Regions from separate parts of the Mus musculus genome. Here regions 2 and 3 are each linked to region 1. The links are chromatin contacts, called in public ChIA-PET and HiChIP or PLAC-seq maps. All regions are on one chromosome and are shown on one strand. Each heading gives the region's core, a stretch centred on a gene start, on an enhancer-like site or on the middle of the called end of the contact. The rest is flanking DNA. Distances are from core to core; before and after follow the strand shown.

What was found. ChIA-PET counts read pairs in DNA pulled down with a chosen protein or histone mark. HiChIP or PLAC-seq counts read pairs in DNA pulled down with a chosen protein or histone mark.
Region 2: a contact with region 1 is called in an RNA polymerase II ChIA-PET map of memory CD8 T cells, with 5 read pairs. The contact joins two enhancer-like sites. A contact is called at or near these places in 3 of 115 datasets of contacts at active chromatin or transcription factors (embryonic stem cells, memory CD8 T cells and pancreatic cancer cells) and 1 of 9 other capture datasets (embryonic stem cells).
Region 3: a contact with region 1 is called in an H3K4me3 HiChIP or PLAC-seq map of craniofacial prominence, with 6 times the contacts expected there. The contact joins two enhancer-like sites. A contact is called at or near these places in 1 of 115 datasets of contacts at active chromatin or transcription factors (craniofacial prominence) and 1 of 9 other capture datasets (embryonic stem cells).

Annotation. Positions count from the first base shown.
Region 1 is chr1:6,440,100-6,443,507 of GRCm38.p6, reverse strand. It overlaps the pseudogene Gm19026. Among named protein-coding and RNA genes, the nearest start is that of Alkal1, 82 kb to the right of the region's middle. Within about 2 kb of position 1,952, at least 78 of the 459 cell types and tissues checked have an H3K27ac peak or open chromatin away from gene starts, as enhancers often do. A contact at or near this core is called in craniofacial prominence and memory CD8 T cells, where this site is marked.
Region 2 is chr1:7,145,549-7,149,324 of GRCm38.p6, reverse strand. It overlaps Pcmtd1 (protein-L-isoaspartate (D-aspartate) O-methyltransferase domain containing 1), which reads right to left. Exons shown (of 6, transcript NM_183028.3): 3 at 1,586-1,688. Among named protein-coding and RNA genes, the nearest start is that of Pcmtd1, 59 kb to the right of the region's middle. Within about 2 kb of position 2,099, at least 23 of the 459 cell types and tissues checked have an H3K27ac peak or open chromatin away from gene starts, as enhancers often do. A contact at or near this core is called in memory CD8 T cells, where this site is marked.
Region 3 is chr1:7,204,548-7,208,148 of GRCm38.p6, reverse strand. No RefSeq gene overlaps it. Among named protein-coding and RNA genes, the nearest start is that of Gm23274, 59 kb to the left of the region's middle. Within about 2 kb of position 1,673, at least 98 of the 459 cell types and tissues checked have an H3K27ac peak or open chromatin away from gene starts, as enhancers often do. A contact at or near this core is called in craniofacial prominence, where this site is marked.

The DNA.
Region 1 (3,408 bases), core at 703-3,202:
AAGGCCTAAAAATAGAACTACAGTATGACCTAATTGTTCTACTTTTGGTCACACACCCAAATGACTCTGTATCCTAGTAGAGACACTTGCTCATGTATGCTCTTTGCTGCTCTATTCACAATAACCAGTAGACAGAATTGGCCCCGAGATGTGAATTAATTGATCGACAACTGATAATAGAAACATGATGTGTTTATATAATGGATAAGTATTCATCTGTAAAGAAAAATAAAACCATGAAATTTTAAGGGAAATACATGAAACTGGGAAGATTCTTACTGAGTGAGGTATCACATACTCAGTAATGTATGAAGGTATACATTCATGTTCTCCATCACATGTAAAGAACAGCTTCTAATTTTTTAATTAAAAACATGTTTTCCTTACAATATATTCTGATCACAGTTTCCCCTCCCTCATCTCCTCCTAGATGCTCCCAAGCTCACCAGCCATCCAACTCCATGCCTTCTTTCTCTTTCTTTAGAAGAGAAGCAGACAAATGAAAGAAACCAGACTAAAACAAGACAAAAAAGAAAAAAAAAAAACACATAAATGTGCGCGCACACGCGCATACACACACACACACACACACACACTTATGAAAATACAAAACCATAATATATAAGCAAATGACCAGTAATGTTTAAGAAAAAGCCCAAACAAAACATGAGAAAGAAAATCTCCATAAATACTACTAAGTTCATTTTGTGTTGGCCATCTACTGCTGGACATGGGGCCTACCCTTGATTGTAGTTTGTATAGCCAATGAGTCTCCATTAGAGAAACCTAATTTTTCCTTTGCAAGTAGCTATCAATTGGAGATAGCTTCTGGATTAGCGATGAGACTTATGGGACTTCATCTTTTACAGCTGGGATCCCATCTGGCTTGGACCTGTGAGGCCTTGTGCATGCTGCTACAGTCTCTGTGAGTTCATATTGTGTTGATCCTGCAATGTTTAGAAGGCCTCATTTCCTTGGTGTGATACATCTGTTGTGACTCTTTCAATCTTTCCACCTTTCTCTTCTACAGAGTTCCCTGAGCCCTGGGGGGAGGGGTCTGATAGAGACATTCCATATAGGATTCAGTGTTGCATTCTCTCTCTCCCCCTCCCCGCCCACAGTGTCCAATTCTGGGCCTCTAATTGTTAAGTCTCTGAGCTATGACTACAGTAGAATATCATTAGGAGTCATTATATTGCTATGTCCCTTTAGCAGTATTTGGTTTTCTTGTAGGCACACGGCCTGCAATCTTACAATCTTACAATCTTAGGTTCTTGGCCATCTGAGCAGTGTTGGGCGTATGTTCCGTCCCATAGAGTGGGCCTTAAATTAAATTGGACAGTCGCTGATTACTCCCACAACCTCTCACAACTTTTATGCCACTATTGTACCACCACATCATACAAGCAGGTCACCACTGGCGATCAAAGAATGTGTAGCTGGGTTGTTGTTGTTGTTGTTGTTGTTGTTGTTGTTGTTTTGTTTTTTTTTAACCTTTCTTCTCCAAGCTTTGTCTTTTTTCCATGGAGAGATCTGATTCCTAGGCCAAATCTCCTACAGGAGAGAACCTGTCTTTCTGCTATCATCATCACTGAATGGAGGTGATTCCATTCGCTGTGACTAGAGCTGGCAGGTATTATGATGCTTATGAACTAGAGCCTCCAAACAGCTCCTTCAGAACCTTCGCTACACCTCCAGTGCTATACCCTAACCCAGTGCCACTCCGGGAACATTTCACCTTCCTGAGAGCAGATTCTACATCCCCCTGCTACCTGAGGTGTTGTTTCTAGGATTTCCTGTGATAGCATACAGAGTTGTCAACAGGCTGACTTGAGAACCATTTGCAGGTGATACTGACAAGTACTTGTTGAGCAACATATTAAGACACATAGAGGCGTTAGCTCCCACCCGTTGGCCGCTGCCTCAGCTGCCGCTTCTCCTGGGCCGCGCACGCGCCTCCACCGCCGTCCCTGGCCCGTGCTCGCACCGCGCTTGCCCCGCGCCTGCCCCGCGCCTTCCACGGCCGGCCGGCGCTTGCCCGCCGCCGCCTGCCCGGCCCGCTCGGCGCCTTCTCGGCCTCGGCTCGGCTGCAGCAGCCTAGGTGGTGGCGGCGGCCGTGAATTAAGGGCTGTGCGCCCGGGCGGGCAGCGCGGGAGGGCGGCGGCGGCGGCTCTGTTGCGGCCGGGCCGCCGCGGCCTTTGTCTGCAGACGTTGGACGCGGGCGGTCGCTGTGCCGCCGAAGGATGGAGGAGGATGGAGGCGCCCCCGGAGGGCGTCGACCTGGTGACATGGCGCTGGCCAAGATCGCTGCCAACCTGCAGTGGATCTGTGCGAAGGCCTATGGCCTAGACAACATCCCTGAGGATCTCCGAGACCCCTTTTACATGGACCAGTATGAGCAAGAGCACATTAAGCCACCCGTTATCAAGCTTCTCCTGTCCAGTGAGCTGTATTGCTGTGTCTGCAGCCTCATCCTAAAAGGGGGCCAGGGGGCTACCTTGCAAGGACACCAGTCTGTCATCCAGGCCCTGTTCCGGAAGGGCATCTATGTGATGGGGAGTGATGATACCCCTGTGACAGATGCTGACCTCAGCCAGGCACCTATAAGACGAGTGGCCACATGGCAATGGTGGATGCTCTGATGATGGCCTACACTGTGGAGATGATCAGCATTGAGAAGGTGGTGGCCAGTGTCAAGCGCTTTTCTACATTCAGTGCCTCAAAAGAACTTCCTTATGACCTCGAGGATGCCATGGTATTCTGGATCAATAAGGTAAATCTTAAAATGAGAGAGATAACAGAGAAAGAAGTTAAATTAAAACAGCAGGCACTGGAAAGTCCCGCTCATCAAAAGATATCTGTCTGAAGGAGGTGCTATCAATGGCTGACAGCCTCTATAACATCCACCTTCTGGGGGAGTTTTCCAACGAGCATCTGAACAAGTGTTTCTATCTCACCCTGCTGTATCCTCCCCTAGTGCTGAAGCCGAACGTTATGGTTTTTATCGCTGAGCTCTTCTGGTGGTTTGAGAACGTCAAACCAGATTTTGTTCAGCCCCGAGGTATTCAAGAACTAAAGGATGCTAAAACAGTGTTACAGCAGAAGAGCAGCCTGCCTCCTGTCCCTATCTCCAATGCAACCAAACGCAGCTTCCTGGGTAGCCCTGCTGCCATGAGCCCCGCTGACCTGCCACCATCCACCCAGCCTCTCGCCGAAGGCAGTCATTGGTACCACCTCCACTCGGAAGAACCTGAGTGTCTTGGGAAAGGATCTTCCACATTTAGTCCGTCCCATCCTTTGTTGCCACTGAGACAGAAACAGCAAAAAGTGTCACAGACAGAGGAAATCCCTGATTAGCAACATAGATCGAATTCTTTAATTCGGGTTGATGGTCAGCCACGAGGTGCA
Region 2 (3,776 bases), core at 850-3,349, 710 kb before region 1:
GCAACCACATTAGTCATTAGACAGGAGAAAAATGATGAAGACAAAAACAGATGCTAAAGTTTAATATCAACTTCTTGTTAAATAACTTGAGCTAATGACTTTGATTTCTGTTAAATGTGTTTCTATTTTGGAATAAATGCAGTAGGCAATTGAAAATAACCGAGAGTATAAATTAGGTGTTAATTACTCCTAAAGAAAAGTTATTCTGGGGCTGGAAAGACTTCCAGTGCCCACATGGCACCTCTCAAATTGTCTATAACTCCAGTGCAAGGGATCAAATGCCCTCTCCTGAACTCTGTATCCACCAGACATGTATGTGGCTGTACTCACAGACACGTAGGCAAAACACTCATACAAATAAAATAAATCTAAAGAGAAAAGTTGTTCAAAAATCGATAATTTACCTGGCCAACTTAAATCTATTTTGTATATTATAGACAAAAATAACCTGAGCGCCTCAACTCCCTCAATCCTGCCTGAAGTGCTTAACGATCCAGCTATAATGTGTTGCACAAAGCCTCTGCTAGACTACTGCAGGAGCTGAGGCAGTGCGGTGGGGCTCAGTTTTGTTGTCTTCAACCAGTCCAAGCGTTTTTCACACTAGGATAGATACGAACTCACAAAAGAGAAGACAACAAAAATGCAAGGGCATCTGGAGAAGGAAGAGAGCAAAAAAGCAGAAAAGGAAGATACTCAAATACATTCTGGAACTCTCCTCTATGTTTGTGCTCTTGAGATGAAACCTTGGGTAGTGGCCCAGATCCCCTACAGTTTTTCCCCCTGGCATTTGGAGCCAGAGCTAGGGATAAGTGAGAGGCCCCTGCTAAGAAGCCGCGCCTGGAGCCTGGGTCAGGTTCTACACTGAAACCTTGTTGTATGGTAACTGTGTGGTATGCCTATGCTTCTGGCCCCTTTAAAGGCTTTGTCTATTGGAACTACCATGCGCTCTACAGAAATAGTTACACTACAGCCCTACATACAGCAGGCTATTTCAAGTCATAGGAGTTATTTCAAATTCAACCAAAAGAGCCCTTGTTCCACAAAACTGTCAAGGCAGAATTTCAACGTGATTATAGCCCAAATCTTCACTTTTGCTGCGGGTCAAGGATCAACACCTATGCAATACATTTTGGAAAAAAGAAACCTGGATAGAAGTAAACAATTCTATAAAACATTTCCCAGACACAACCCCACATGACACATACAAATGTATTTATACAGTAATTTCTACTAGATTTATTATGGAGTAAGAAGGACCTCTGTCTGCTGGCATATAAATTATAGACAAACAGAAGACAGACTGTTAAACTACCAACCAAAAGGCCAAAACCAGGTACAGAAACGTACTGTGAGCACAAACATCTTGTTTTCTATCCAAAAGTTTGACATTTAATAAGTAAAAGATCAGTAATCACACATTTATCTATAATTTAATAAAAAATTACATGGTGTTTCTTACTGTATAGCAGGGATCGCTACTATATTCACTTAGCCAGGATTAGTGATCTGATACTGTTTAAGAATAGGCATACTATACATATTCATTAATTGGTCTCACACCCAAACTACAGGTATAAATACTTACTTATCAAAGCTATCACTATTTTTGATGAAGCTCTCCAGTTTTTCCTTGGCATACTCCACCACATCTGAATGAAGTTCAATCCCATGATTTATTCCAAAAGGACCTGTAATTATATAAGCATTTTTTACAAAAATACTAATGATATGCCCCAGAACTCTAATTTCTGTGCAATTATGTATCAACAGCATTAAAAAGGGGCAAGAAATATGCAAACGGCTACCACCTGGATTTTACAGTGGAATGGAAACCTGTTTACAGCACCTATTTTCTATGAAAAGGAAGAAGTGAGCACAAATGTAAAAACGGATTAAAGCTAAAACCTACACATATACAAAGACAGGATTTTGGGCAAGTCGCTATGGTCAAAATGATCACATAGCCCCAAGTTTAAGGTGCAGTGCTGTTGCTTTGTCCTTCTGAAATTAGAACCAGACTGTGCCCTAGTCAGCCTCTGCGCCTCCAGCCCTCTGTTTACTAACTTGCTTACTCAGACTGGCCTTCAAATCACCATGTAGCCCAAGCTAGTCGCTAACTTGTGGTTTTCCTGCCCCAGCTTCCTGAATAGCAAGAGGAAATATGCATTGCCCATACCCAAGTGAGGTGTCTTTACCTTACCAGGTTCACTTTATTCAAAGTCTCGTGGTTCTCAGAAGTGCAGTTAAGAGTTCCAGTCAACTTCATGCTTTTCACACCATACTTTTTTTTACACAAGATGATGGCTGAAAGACCTCGCATGAAAAGGGCTGGGGGAGAGAGCTTATGACTGCAGTTGACAATCAAGCTCTCTTCATCGTCTAAAATGGAACCCAACAGGTTTTGTGCTCTACATTCTTTTACTGTAATCTGTATGGCTTCTTCCTATGAAGGTTGTGTTTTCTTGTTCTTGTTTTGGAGAGAGAGTTTCTCTATATAGCCCCAACTTTCCCTGAGTCTTCTGCTTCTGCCTCTGGAGTGCTGGGATTAAAGATGTGTGCTACCCTGCCGAGTTCACTAATTTCCCTTACAGAATCTGTAACTGAAAGAGTTCTCTAGTGTCTGTCACAATACATTGAGTATCAGTCTTATCTTTATTAACCACTTTAAGAAAAAGTCAGCCGGGTGTAGTGGCACACGCCTTTAATCCCAGCACTCCAGAGGCAGAGGCAGGCGAATTTCTGAGTTCGAGGCCAGCCTGGTCTACAGAGTGAGTTCCATTACAGCCAGGGCTACAGAGAAACCCTGTCTCGAAAAAAAAAAACAAAAACCAAAAAACAAAAAAAATAAATAAAAACAACTACAAATGAGCAAATTTAGATATTCAAATAGTACAAAAAATTATTAGATATTTGCATTATGCAGTCACTGTCCGACTAACCTGAAATACTGTTTTTACAAGTGAGCAAAGGGAGGCAATGCAAGCTCTTCCTTTCTGTTTCCTTACAGATACACTGGTTAGCTTTTTATCTGAAAACTGAAACCTCGGTTTAACATTCCTTAATATTCCTAATACTATAAACCGGAAAATTGAAGATTCATTTAAAAAACAAACCCTCCTCCCAAAATTAGATTAAAACTTTAGTTTCCAAAGGAGTTAATATATGTGGGAGAAGTTCAGCCTAAAAGTGCTCGGAAGGAAGTCAGACAGGTGAGGGGGTAATAAATATGACCGACATATATTCTAGACAGTAAAAGATTTGTTCAACCTCTTAATAAAATAATAATATAAAAAATATGTAATAAAGTATAACAAAATAATAATGAAAGTATTTGGTTTAAAGCTTGTTCGAGTTAAAGCTGCACTGTAGACAGTCACCTATACTTGAAGCTGGTGAATAGAAAATGTGGGCTCGTCTTCCTCTACCTGCCAGAAAATGGCACCTTTAAATCTGCAGCTGTCAGTAGATGAAATTGTTTTAAAGTAGTCTTGACTTTGTTCTCCTGGTCTTTTTACAGATATAGGAGGGCACATCCAGTTACTTTTATTTCAAGTACCACTTAAAGTTAAAATTAAAAAGTTAATATCAAACTGCTATTGCTTAGTAATATACAGTAAGAAAAACGTTCCACCAAATTAATCTAAGTTTGCTTCTACCTTCTATGCTCCATTAAGATAAAATCTAAGAGAAACTTGTACTTCCATTATCCACTAAGAATTTAGTAATGCTTTTCCAACATTTTATACAAAAAAAAAGACATGAACAAAAATATTGCT
Region 3 (3,601 bases), core at 424-2,923, 760 kb before region 1:
CCTGTGGTCCTCTTCCCCTCTTCTTCCTTCCCTCTCCCCCTCTCCCTCTTTCCCTTTTCCGTTATAACCCCCTCTTCCCCTCCCCCTCTCTCCCTCCATGTCTGTCTCTCCCCACCCCCCACCCCCTCCCTAATCTGGAAGTCCCAAATCCCATCCTAGTCACTTCAGCCCAGTTAATTGTCAGACCAACTTTTTATTGACCAATCTGAAGGTGAATGTTTACAATCTGAGAAGAATATTTACAAAACACTGATGCTACATAAAAATAACAATACCAAAGTCTGCCATGTATAGGAATTAGCATTTGCAAGGTTGAAATACAATCTTTACACAGCTTTTTGTCTCCTCCCTCAGGTCAGGGAGGAGACAAGTGATGATCCAGTCTCTGTCCTGGCAGTTATGTCTGTTGTTACAATTTCAGTAGAATCTACATCAGGAACTGCTGCAGCTCCTATGGGGTGAGTTGTATGGTCATAAGCTTTTTCCCAAACACACTGACAGGTTATTTCTTTGAAGCCTGTGAAATGAACCAATTTAAACCTAATTAGATTATATTAAAGGTAGGTTTATTGGGAAGCTGTTCCCTGGCTCCAAAGACCAAGGCCAAAGAAGTCGCCATGGGGAAGAGGAGGAGGGGAGGGAGAGAGAAGGAGAGAAAGAGTGTGAACTCAGAAAAAAGAGAAGAGAGGAGAAAGAGGAGGGAAGAGGGAGGAGGGGAAGAGAAAGGAGGGGGAGGGAGTGCAAGCGCCCTGAATGTCTAGATTTTATAGGGAGGAGCCTCAGAGGAAAGGGCAGCCTAGCCCTTGGGCTGGAAAGTTCTGAGTTGGGGGCAGGGTGTGCTAAGTAGAGGCCGGCCTTGAAGGAAGAACCTGGAGGCCAGGTCTGCTTTGATATGTAAAATATGCACAGCAGTCCTTTGTCCCAGGTTCCTGGAGGAGGAGGAGGAGGAGGAGGAGGAGGAGGAGGAGGAGGAGGAGGGGGAGGAGGAGGAGGAGGAGGAGGAGGTTAATAGAAAGGAGTATATAGAGGACAAAGAAGGTAATGCTATAGGGCAAATTCATCAAAAGAGAACAGGACACAGGAAAGGAACAGACCTATCCACGCCAGTCACTTTCCCAAGGGTTAGAATTGGGGCAAAGGCAGTCTCTCACAAAAATGAGTATGGAAACGACTGAAAGAAGGGGAGCTGCCGTCAGATTCTAAAGGAGACATTGACAAGGAGTTGCAGATAGGGTGGGCAGGGACAGCAGGGACTACAGTGATCCTTTTGAGTGGCAGCCACAGTGAGCCTTTTGAGTGGCAGCAGCAAGAGAGAGAGGAGGAGGTTGTGCAGATTGATGCAATCTGAACAAACTCCCCGAGCAGTCGGAAGGGGTGGGGCTTCGGGACTGAGGAAAGTGGAGAGTGGCAGGAAAGGGCCAAAACAGCAGAGGAGATAGGTGGAAGATTTGTTTGGGTAACTTTGCTAAGGGCGGTTGGAGAGGCAGAACCCACCTTGCTTATCGAGCACCAGAGACTTGGAGAGGAATTCAGGTTTGGAGAGGGAATCGGAAAAGGAAGCAATCTGGTTTCAGAGCTGGCGGTAAAAGCAGGCGGTTGCTGTTAACAACTGAAGGTGGCAGTGGGGCATTTTATAGCAGCAAGGGACCTGACTGGCCATGGTCATGGAGATTGGAAAGAGGGATGTGGGCGTGGCCTGCATTGATAGCTCAAAATGATCTGGCCTGAGAGGTGTGATCTGTAGCTCCAGTGCCTCAGAGGAAGAGAAGTGGCCACACAGTTACTGCTATGCCTGTGGAGGTTTCAAGCCACCGGCGGTGGAGCACAAGGCTTTACTCAGATCGCAGCGCAACACCTGTTGTAGGGCAGGGCTGGCTGTACTGACAGTGCACTCTCACTCACTGTAGGAACAGGGCTAGCCAGAGGTAATTTGCTGTTGAGGATTAGGGTTGGGCGGGGTGCAAAGTGCCCAGCAGTCAGCCACGGTGTTCCTACAGATCTGTGGCAGAAGTTTGAATGGCCCGAAAGCAGAAAGTGCAAGGGGAAAGTTTGGAGCTGTGATTAGAAGCAGGCAAGACTGTCAAGGAGGAGGGGACAGATGGAGGCATAGGACATCTAGGAAAGGGGAAGACAGACAGGTAGAAATGTGGGATGTCTCAAAGAGAGAAAAGAGCTATTTCTCCTTGTTTCTAACCTTATGTCCATAAAAGTGTAAAGGTTTTCATTTTATTTGGTTCTTAGGGAGTATGAGAGTTATTTCCAAGTGATAAGATAGATACATCAGTAATTTTGAGTGTGTGTTGGAGTTTTCAAATGGAAAGAATAGATTCCCTATACTAATAGTGACCTTGGGCCAGGCTCCTAGTAATAGACAATGCAGAGCCTGAACCAACTGTCTTCTGTAAACAGGCTAGACTCCTACTGGTAGGACTGGGACAGTAACCCAGCCCTAAAATCTATGACCCACTCCTTCCCCGCCTGCAAGATGCACTGAAACAATGGTGAAGCAGGGCTTTTGGATGTGCCCAGCCAATGACGACTGGTCAACACCACAAGAGGTAACCCATGCCTCACAGTATCTGGATAGCCTGGAACCAGAAGCTGGATAGCACAGAGACTAAAGATAGAATCAAACGCAACTGACAAAAGAAAAATAAAATTCCTAATGATATTTTGCTATACTTAGCCTAGCCCAAACATCATCAGAGAGAGTTAATCCAGCAACTGATATAAGCAAATGTAGGGACCCATAGCCAAACATTAGGCAGAGCTCAGGGAACACAGCAGAAGGGGGTGGAGATGGGGGTGGGGTTGTATGAGCCAGAGAGGAAAAGGACACCAAAAGAACACACTTCCTACGTAATCAATTAAGTGGATTGCCTTGTCCAGCCTTGAGATAAGGATTTGTGCCAAGTTTTATTTGAACTTGTTATGTCATGATCAGTTGATATCCTTGGGATGCCTGTTCTTTTCTGAAGGGAAATGGAAGAGGAATGGATCTGAGGGAGAGAGAATGAGGACAGAGGGGATTGGGAGGAATGGACAGGGAAGAAAGTTTAGTTACGATGTAATGTATAAGAGAAGAATGAATATTTTAAAAGGGCAGAAAAGAAAGCAGGCTGAGTAAGCCATGATAAGCAAGCCAATAATCAATCCCCTTCTCTGGCTTCTGCACCCTATGTATTACTGCCACCAGATGGCGCTATGATAGAAGTAGAAACCATAGGCATTCAGGCAACTTGTTCATGTAACTTACTCATAACTTCGTGACCTGCTCTGGTCCAATCATACATCTCTCCAGATTTCAAATAGACTCACTTAACACAAGTCTTTCTTGGTCGTGGTAGGAGCTAATTGCAATAATTTATCCTTTACCTTAGAAGGGATATTTCTGCATGTCCCACACTACTGAACTCATAAGAATTTCATTGAGGTGAATTTCACTGAAGGTGAGGCCCTTCAATTTCAGCTGGATTTATTTCCCATGCTCTAATGTGCATATATGTTACAAATTAGACCAAAATGGTTCCTATCTCCTGCTAATTTGGTTCAGTCTGCATAATGTCATTCATATAGTGCACCAACGTGATATTTTGTAGAA